Linked DNA regions of Danio rerio: region 1 is linked to region 2. Evidence: chromatin contacts called from public Hi-C data. All regions are on one chromosome and are shown on one strand. Each heading gives the region's core, a stretch centred on a gene start, on an enhancer-like site or on the middle of the called end of the contact. The rest is flanking DNA. Distances are from core to core; before and after follow the strand shown. Region 1 has its middle 9.1 kb from the start of kazna. Region 2 overlaps kazna (kazrin, periplakin interacting protein a).

Evidence for each region. A called contact is a pair of places that touch in the nucleus more often than the background predicts.
Region 1: a Hi-C map of embryo shows a contact between it and region 2, with 3 times the contacts expected there. The contact joins two enhancer-like sites. A contact is called at or near these places in 6 of 18 Hi-C or Micro-C datasets (caudal fin, embryo, hematopoietic stem cells and 2 more) and 1 of 4 datasets of contacts at active chromatin or transcription factors (caudal fin).

Annotation. Positions count from the first base shown.
Region 1 is chr8:28,699,498-28,704,609 of GRCz12tu, forward strand. No RefSeq gene overlaps it. Among named protein-coding and RNA genes, the nearest start is that of kazna, 9.1 kb to the left of the region's middle. Within about 2 kb of position 1,669, at least 14 of the 62 cell types and tissues checked have an H3K27ac peak or open chromatin away from gene starts, as enhancers often do.
Region 2 is chr8:28,619,329-28,624,670 of GRCz12tu, forward strand. It overlaps kazna (kazrin, periplakin interacting protein a), which reads right to left. Exons shown (of 15, transcript NM_001128289.1): 9 at 3,780-3,985; 10 at 3,508-3,626; 11 at 1,260-1,491. Among named protein-coding and RNA genes, the nearest start is that of tmem51a, 12 kb to the left of the region's middle. Within about 2 kb of position 3,938, at least 9 of the 62 cell types and tissues checked have an H3K27ac peak or open chromatin away from gene starts, as enhancers often do.

The DNA.
Region 1 (5,112 bases), core at 419-2,918, 78 kb after region 2:
ATAATGAGGAGAGGCAGCTCAGTGGCTCAGTGAATAGCACCGACTGAGTCAGTTGGCATTTCTGTGTGGAGTTTGTATGTTCTCCATATGTTTGCATGGGTTTTCTCTGGGGGCTCCGGTTTCCCCCACAGTCCAAAGACAGATAGTATAGGTGAATGTGAGAGTGTATATGTGTTTTTTCCAGTACTGGGTTGTGGCTGAAAAGGCATCCGCTGCGTAAAACATTTGCCAGAATAGTTGGCAGTATATTACGCTGTAGTGACCCCTGATAAATAAGGGACTAAGCTGAAGGAAAATGAATGAATGAATAAATGAATGAATAAATGAATGAATGAATGAATGAATGAATGAGTAATAATTAGTATATAAAAAAGTTCTTTTATTTTAAAATTCTTTCCCACTAATGTTTACAAGTGTTTTCTAGAAGTTGCTCATACTGTTCTCAGGGAAGTGTACAAAATGCTTGTTAAGAAAAAAAAACGATCATATCGTATCTTCTGAAGAAATGCAATTTGAAGAATCCAAAACATTAACATTAAACTTTAATAAACAAAACAAAAACAATACAGTGGCAGTGCAAACAAACCATTTTGCTGTGGACTGAATGGCTCACATAACTGCATCCCATGACTGAATATGTGCTATGATTTTCCAAAGCTTCCATTTTGTACAGTCCACAATGCATACATGGCATTTTCAGATATCTACTTTGGAAAGTGCTTTCATTAAACTTCAATAAATAAATAAATAAAGACCATCTCAGTGTGGTTTGAAGGTCAAACAGAGAGAAAAGGATGTGTTTAAAAAATATTACTGTAAACAAGGCCTTAAAAGCTGACTAAGAGGAAAAATGTACAGGGGCCCAAAACAGAGCCTTGAGGAACACAAAAAATAAATTCAGCCAAACTTAAATGAAATCAAGTCGACATTTACTAACTTGATGTCGTTCCAAACTAGAATGATTTTCTTTCACACACATTTACCAAACATTTTCGGTTACCATTGGCTTCCACATTGTGGGAATAAAATAGTTTTGGAATGACAGGAATGACATGAGAGTGAGCAAACGATAAACAAATATTCATTCTGTTATGAACTATCCCTTTAATTACTTCCAAAGACCACAGTCAGACCTTCAGAATCTCTCCCCCAGCAGCTGTTTTTTTAGATATGAGGGATCCTCTCCATTCGAGAACCTGCTTTTTCATTATGCTAATTTAAATGACTACTTTCCAGCTTTACTGTAATAAGATTTGAGAGAAAGAATGAGATTCCATTTTTCTTATTTACACTTTTGTCTTATCTCCTTGGGTCTGCTTTGTCTTCTTCTCTTTATGCCCCTCTGAATCTTCCTCTCTCCCTGTCCTTTGCCCTCTCCTTTTTTCTCCGTCTCTCTCTCTCCGCTCTGCTGAGCAGGAAAATGAGGAGAGGAGAGACAATTAATGTAGCTCTTGCACATCCAGACACAATAGGCCAGCCAGACCCTCTGAAAGCACCTATCCAGACACTTACTAAGCATCTTTCCCAAACGGACTCCTGAAACACAAGCCTAATGTGCACACATGTAACCGAGAACTATTTGTTGTAGAGTTTGAAGCACTCATCCGAACTGGATGTATCACCATGGTAACAGTCGGCCCTCTAATGTCAGTCAGGTGTTTCTTTGGTCACCATGTGCTTCTGATTGGTTGGGGGTCTTCTGGGATATCGGAAGCAGATGGCATTATGGGATACGTTAGTCATTTGTGACATGTGCCCTCTGAGAACCAGCTGGGCCTTTGCACACTGACCAGTGTGTGTGTGTGTGTGTGTGTGTGTGTGTGTGTGTTGAGTGAGGCTTGATGAGGAATAGCAAATTGACTCTAGCAGACCTTATCAATCCCCCAGGGACTCACCGGTGAGATTAGTCTGGACCTTGCTGCGTCCCGTCTAGGCCTGATTCATATTGAGGGTCATTAAAGTGTAGCGCGAGACTTGAATCTGCAAGGTTTTTTAATCATCAAGTCCTGATAAACCTTGTAACCCTATTAAAAGCTCACTAGAAATAAGTGTGAGGGAACGGCGTGAGATGTGAGCGTGCGCTTTGGGTTATTAAAAATTTCAGGAAGAAGACAGGAAGATGGCAGCATTATCATTTCCAGCTCCCCCCTCCAGGCTTTGAGTGGCAGGTTGGCTGATGGATCTGTGGTCTGGGAAAGGGGGAGGTTTCGGCTCATCAGGGTTTGATTCGGCCAGGAGGAGCAGATGGGACAGGGGGACTGTGCAAGCACATACACAACAAACACAAACACATGGCAAACCTATACTGGAACACTTTCATACAGCATTCTCCTGCACTTACAAGCCTGAAGAATGTATATATTATGAACAAAACTATACTGTTTTGTGCTAATAATTCATATAGGAATTTGGAGGTAAGTATATTTAGCCATGTGCAGTATAACAGAAATTTATTCCGTTGAAAAAAACAATAACAGAGAATAATTTTTTTTTTTTCTGGCTTGTCTGTGCTTTTGCAAAGGCGATTTTCTATTTTAATATAGTATTATAGCTATATATAAATGTAATTGCATTAATTCATGGAGTTTATGGAACATGTTTAGACTTGGGCAGCACCGTGGCTCAGTGGTTAGCACTGTCGCCTCACAGCAAGAGGATTGCTGGTTTGAGTCCCAACTGGACCAGATAGCATTTCTGTGTGGAGTTTGCATGTTCTCCTCATGTTGGCGTTTGTTTCCTTCGGGTGCTCCTCCCCCACAGTCCAAAGACATGCACTAAAGGTGAATTAAAAAAAACTAAATTGGCCCTAGTGTATGTGTGTGAATGTGAAAAAGTATGGGTGTTTCCCAGTACTGGGTTGCAGCTGAAAGGGCATCCACAGTTTTTTTCAATTCAATTAATCTTTATTTGTATATAGATTTTACAATGTAGATTGTGTCAAAGCAGCTTCACATAAATGGTCATAGTAAATTGGAACAAAGTAGTTCAGTTTCAGATCAGTTAGCTCAGTTCAGTGTGGTGGTATAAAACATATGCTGGATAAGTTGGAGGTTCATTCCGCCGTGGAATTAACTTTTATAAGAGGTTTAAACACAGTTGGGTGGCAACTGTCAGTGAATTTAACCAGCTTCTAATGGTAAAAATTTATTAATTTAATTTTTTTATCATAGTCTGAAGAAACATTTTGATGGACATTCTCCATTTGTACAAGTCATCAGAGGGGGAAAGTAAAGCCCACAAGTCACAATCTCTCCCTCATTAGCATAGGACGTTAGTCCTGTTTTTGAATCTGCCACTATGCTGACACATTTGACCTACAAGGTCCTAAGCATTTGACCTAGGCATTTGTAGCTCCGCCCTGTTTTGAAAAGAGGGCTGGGAGCACAATCTCATTTGAATTTAAAGCGACAGTGAGTAAAACGGTACAATTAGGATCAAAGCTTAAATGGGTCGTATTTAAATAGTTATAAAACGTTATTTGGGGTATAATCAAAGCTGAAACTTTACAAAAACACTCTAGGGACATCAGAGACTTAAATTCTAAAAAGGGGCAGAATAGGTCCCCTTTAATTTGACTCTTGACTGTTGGTTGTGAACTTACTACTTTAGCGTGTTTATGTCAACACAGGCTCATTCTAAAAATGTAGCCCTATATACATTTCTGGAGATTGGGAATTATGTAGCCAGAAGTGCGTATGGCTGCATTTCGTCTTTAAAACGAATGCTTTGAGTATGGGTGGTATAGGGGTTAGCAGCTGACTGCTAACCTCTGTATGGACAACCTTCCCGCTGTTACCAGTTTGTCCAGTAGCTCTCCATATACATCAGCAGAGTTGAGACGCAGAGAGGAGTTGATAACGGGGTTTGAATTCGGCCAGTCAGTCATTCAGTCAGTCGACAGCGGCATCTGGTGGATTTGCAGGATAACAGAGCAGGCGCGAATGGCACTCGCAAGAGAAATATGGGATCTCAAAAAACGTACACAGCGACCTCTGGTAGATTCGCAAAAACAAAAACTGCAACAAAAAAAAAAACATTTTTGGAGCTTTCCAGAAGAGTATATAGGGGTATGTAATAAGAATGAGCCTGTGTTGGTTTATGTGAAAACAGTTGCACGTGCAGGATCAAGCATTTAACAGGCCTACAGTATAAATATGAACACCACTGCATACAGGAAATGTGTATGTAAGAGTATGATATACCTGTGCATTGAGCTGCAGGTTTGTCATGAGTGTCATTGCTCTCTGAAGCGCTTCTCTTTTCATAAGCAATGACGTCTGATCTCTATCATCCAGATTCTTCCTCCACCCAAACAAAGGACTGTTCATGCTCAAAGTGCACAAAGACTGAAGCTCTGCAAAAACACAAATATACATGCATTCAGTTTGCCCCAGCATACTGTTGATAAAGAGAAGCCTTAGTATAATGAATGGCAATATTAACACTGACAGTCCCTGAGTGATCTCTGTTTTCCATTAAGACCGAGTTGAAGTTAATTAGAATTTAATTTCTTTAATTTAATGAGTTTTAAATTAAGTTAAGCTTTAATGAGCAGCGCATCTAGGCCAGAAGCAGAATCGCCTTGTCACAAGGAGATTTTTTTAAAGAGGCATTTTATCCCTAAATAAAGCACAAATTCTGTCACAATTTACCCTAAACTTTGATTGAAACATTGAAAGTGACTAACAGAAGATTTTGTTTTTCAATAGGAAATAGGAAGGTGTCTTTTTTTGAACCCATTTTTGTATAATCTGTTGTGATTTTGGAGAAAACATCATAATTGTTAATGGATTTAAATGTTTAAAATTGTATATATGATAATAATTTTAAACAGCTTTTAAAACATTTCCTAAGTGGAAAAATAGACAAAACTCATTGGTTATATCATAATTTTTTTTTTCATTTATGATTTCATTCATTCATTTTCTTGTCGACTTAGTCCCTTTATTAAAAAGGGGTCACCACAGCGGAATGAACCACCAACTTATCCAGCAAGTTTTTACACAGCAGATGCCCTTCCAGCCGCAACCCATCTCTGGGAAACATCCACACACACTCATACACTACGGACAATTTAGCCAACCCAATTCACCTGTACCGCATGTCTTTGGA
Region 2 (5,342 bases), core at 2,688-5,187:
AATGATTTAAATAGGACATTAAGGTCTGACTTTGCTTAGACAAAAGTCTTGTCACTTAACAGAAATAGTGTACAGTATAGAATATAAAGTCATGGTGCAGTGGAAAAAGAATGAATATTGTGTTTGACTAACATGAGTTTGCATCCATACATCTTGCATCCATACATCTCTCCATACATCTCTGCAATGACTCAAGTAACATTAATAAAGTCATCTGGAAAGACAAAGAAAGCGTTCTTGCAGGACTCCCAGAGTTCATCAAGATTATTAGGATTCATTTGGATGCCTCCTCTTTCAATAATGTTCATCTCTGGTGACTGAGCTGGCCAATTCTGAAGCACATTGACCCTCTTTGCTTTCAGGAACTTTGATGTGGAGGCTGAGGTATGAGAAGGAGTGCTATCCTGCTGAAGAATTTGCCCTCTTCTGTGGTTGGTGGTTTATGTAATGGGGTGCACAAATGTCTTGATACCTCAGGTTTGATACCTCTCTTGGATGCCCACAAACTGAATGTAACCACAAACAATGATTTTTCTTTCACCAAACTTGACTGATTTCTGTGAGAATCTTGGGTCCATGTGGGTTCCAATGGGTCTTCTGCAGTATTTGTGATGATTGGGATGCAGTTTAACAGAGGATTCATCAGAAAAATCTACCTTCTGCCACTTTTCCAAATGATCTACTAGAAGTCAAGTAATTATTTGTTGCATTTACAGCTGGGATCAACAACAAGACTTTTTTTGTAAGGTAGTGTACAATATGGTCAAGCCACCAGTGTTAAATGATTTGTAACTCTTCTTTTACAAAATAATAAATAAACAATGTACATCCTCTTTTATTTGTTCCCTGTTTTATTCAAGGTGTTGTAAACTGAATGGTCATGCATTCTAACATAACTGCACAAACATATTCACTGTGAATGACCAAAATAACTAATACATATATATGGTATTTTTATGAGTTTTATGAACTATGTGATTAAACATGAATATTTGAAAAATAAGTTCAATTATTATGAACAAATGTGCTCAACAAAAGCAAGTATAAAGTCTGAGCTCACAACAGGGCTGTCTTTAAAATCTGTTTCCTATTTAAAGCAAATGAATGCCCCTTTGCTTCTGGAACCCAACTGTTGTGCTCAATAGAAGCTTGCTGTGTTTTTATGATGTTTGTTATGGTTGTTTTTCCTTTTTGGTAAGCTTTAGTGCCTGTGGGAATTCCCAGCACACTCTTCTTCGGGTTTATGTGTGTGTTTTTACCTCTTTGTCAAAGTTAAGCGTGTGTAGCAGTTGTATTCCCAGCAGGAGGCTGTTCTGGTGGGCTTTTTTAGATACGTGCAGATGTTTCTCCAAGTCAGCACGTGTGAGGGTACTCAGGAGACGTCCGTCCACAAGGTGAGTGTGAAAGAACTGGGAATATTGAGGGAGACCCACATCAGTCAGCCATGCCTGAGCCACCCAGTGATGATCCAGTTCAGCTGCTTTAGAAAGACTGAGACACACAATTCATTTATTCATTCATTCTTCTTCCGCTTAGTCCCTTTATTAATCAGATGGTCACAACGGAATGAACCGCCAACTTATCCAGCATATGTTTTATGCAGCGGATGCCCTTCCAGCTGCAACCCAGTACTAGGTAACTATAATATGTCCACTGAGAGTAGGAATAAAATCTGTTTTGTATGTGTAAAAAAATTAATACAATTTATAAATACCATTGTTCAATAATCAAGCTTTAGTTTTGTGTTACTGTGTGTTTAAATTACCTTAAATATGGTTAACAAATATATAAAATACAATCTTAGGACATTTTAATGGTTTAAGTAAATACTAAAAGTTCAAAACCAAACAGTTATTTCATGACTGTTCAGTGGTGTTCAATGCTGTTTTCATTTCAAAATTGAACATTTTGTCATCATTTACTCACCCTCAAACCAATCCATTATATACAGTAAAGTGACTGTATCTATTCACAGGACCTAGATTAAACAGCTTGTTTCATTCATGTTCTTTTTTTTTTATAAAGAATTCCTCTGTGATATTTTGGAAACTTCTATCATTTGGTTGCCTGAACCTTAAAGGGGTGGTCTAGAGTGTATTGTTAAGGCTTGGTTGTGTTTATAAGATGCAAAGCAATGTGTGCTCATGCTTCATTTGTGAAAAAATATCCTACTTTAATTATTTACTGCTACTCAGCTAACATGAAAACGACTGTCATTTTTCCTAGTTCTTCCGAAGGTCCGACCTCAAGAGGCTCTGATTGGTCAGCTAACATATTGTGCTGTGATTCGCAGATCGGCTCCATGTCACCAGGAAAAGCGTGAACAATGTCTCCACAAGCACACGCTTTCTTTGCTGTTAACCATATCAGTTTGAGCCTGAACCGGACAGAAAATGAGGAGCTGAACACAGCTGAACCTCACAGCTGCTTTCTAAAATAAAATCTGACAAGTTTCTTCCACTTTGATGAAATGTCACATACCTTTTGCTAGTTTGTTATTTGAGATGTAGAATGCAGGGAAGGTGGCTGCTGATGATTGTGGCTGTTCACAGTGGTTTGACGCATAAATATGAATTTGTGGCTAAATTGTTAACAGTGCCAAACAGCATTTTCCGTTGTCTCCGTCGTGGAACTGCTCCTTCTTTGAGGATTTTTTAGCCGAATGCAGCACTGAACTGAGAGATTTTGGAAGCTGTCCTTTGTCATTTGCTAGCTTTATATATTTTTTATTCTCTGGAACGTAATTGAAATTAAATTGCAAGCACTTCTCTCTTTGTGTTGTGTCCTTTGAAAGCCCAAATACAGAAACAGAAGAAGCTTGGTGGAAATAGCAGCATTTGGACGGCATTTTAGCTTTCTCTGCAATAACATTACAGCGCATCTGGGGCCACACCCTAAGGGTATATGCGCATGGTGAATGCACATGACCTGAAGCGTTTGTGATTTCACTAACCCGGATGTTTTTTTTTTTTTTTTGTTTTTTTTTTTTTGTAGTCCCCAAACTTTGTTTGCTGTTGGCATTGCTAAGCTAACTCTGTAAAAGCCAATGTCTCCCTTTCATATATTATCCCTTATGTGGTTTAAAACCTTTATGAGTTTCTTTCTTCAGTTGAAATCAAAAGAAGATATCTTGAAGAATTCTGATTGCTGAGACCTATCGACTTCCATAATAAGAAAAAAAAACTGAAAACATTTAGACGGGTCGCAGCTACCAGCATTTTTTCCTAAATATTTTCTTTTATGTTCAAAAGAATGAAGAAAATCAAACAAGTGAAGGGCAAGTAAATGATGGCAGATTTCTTTTCTGGCATAATTTTTAGTTTGATTGTGACATAAAAGTGTTTAAATTACTTTTTTGAACTATTAACATGCCTTGTCATTACAAACATCGAATAATAAGATGTTTTTAAATTGACCTTGACTGTGTCAGTAATGAGGACTGTAGGGGTTTCCTCTATGAGTGAATTTTCTGTTATGTTTTTGTTGTTGTCTTATGGCATGTCTCACCCATGTCCTGCTTCAGCATCCCTGTAATCTTCAATGGCCAGACGGAGTTTCCTGCGATGCATTGAGTTACTGATTCCCAAAACATTTCCCAGATCCTCATCCGTAAGAACTAACAAGACCTAATAAAGACACAGATTGAACATTCATGCCAAACACTGCTTGTTGAAACACCCTACAGCATTAAAAGCTGATATGATCAGCAGTGCGCAATAGATTAGAGAATAATGACGTAGACAACTGTTTAAGTAATAAAATGACAGGTTGTCATTTACCTTCCCGCTTTTGACGTTGTCGGCACAGGCGCGCATGTACATCGGCATGGCCATAATCACTTCCAGCCACGCCTGCACGGTTCCTGCCCTCCAACGACACATGGGCGCCGAGCGCGCGAGCTCCACCTGCTGAAGACGATCCAGCTGCTCCTCGCATTCTGATAGGCTCACGCTGAGGCGGGCGGGGCTTGACAAACTGTCGGAGTCTAGATTGGTGGATTAGGAGAGAGGGGCGGAGCTTAACGAGAGGTAAATTTACATGAGCATATTCACCTCGCTCGCTTCCCTCTTCCCAGGCATCACAACAATGCGGTCCTGTTAAAGTAATGTAAGCTATGTATTCATTCTGAGATACTAATAGGAGAAATATCGAAGAGGAAACGTTGTTTTCTTCTATTTACATTACAGGGATAGTAATGTAAATAGAATTCACTCAAAAGTGAAAATTAAATCTGCTCTTTACCTGTTCTAAACCTGTTTGACTTTCTTCTCCACAAAAGAAAACATTTTAAAACGATAAAGGGTGGAAACATGTAACCATTGACTTACATATTATTTGCTTTACCTACTATGAAAGTCAAAGGTTACATGTAACATTATTCAGCTTTCTTTCAAAATATCTTATTTAGTGTCCAACAAAAGAAACTCATAAAGGTTTGGAACCACTTGAGAATGAGTAAATGATGAATAAAGCTTGATTTTTGAGTGATGTATCCCTTTAAGTTTTCAAACACACTATTAAAGGGATAGTTCACCCAACAATAAAAACAATGTCATCATTTACTTTAGTGTTCCACACTTTTAAGGAGTTCTTCTGTTTTTGAGCATTAATTTATTTTGAAGAGTTAGAAAATGCGTAACCGTGGAATTTCATTGTGTTTGTTTTTCCTACTATGGAAGTGGTTACAGGTTTACTGCATTCTTCATAATATCTTCTTTTGTGCTCAACAGAAGAAAGATGCTCATAAAGGTTTGTAACCACCTGAAGGAGAGTAATTAGTGTGCTAAATTTCATTTTTGGGTAAATTATTGCTTTAAAGCATAGATGCCCATAGAAGGACCTGCAGGCCAAAGTTTTATTTGGTCCAACATCCTATCTGAGAAGAGACTAAGAATGATGAAGAGGTTTTTGCCTTTATCAGAGATTGTCACTGTCACTGTGTCAACACAGCCGTGTTGTTTTTGTTTTTACTGTAATACGTTCATTATAAAAATGCAAAAATATCTTTCTTTTATTGATTGTTACAAAGCAATTCTAGGAATTCTAAATCGATTCTAAAGCGATTTCTAGTTATTTTAAATATTGTTAAAACAATTAGGAAATTAAGCATGGCAACTATATTTACCTTCGGCCCACTAGCCTCAATCAAGTTTGGTTTTTGGCCCTTCATTAATAAAAAATGTGTGCACCCCTGCTTTAAAGCTTCTAATGAGCTGTCAAACACAAACTTCACCAGTAGGCGGCAGCACTAAACTACCTTCAAAAATAACAATCAACCCAAGCGTTCATAATTGGTTGATAATGGGGTTGTTTTTAGTGATCCCAAAAGCAAAGCTTCTGGC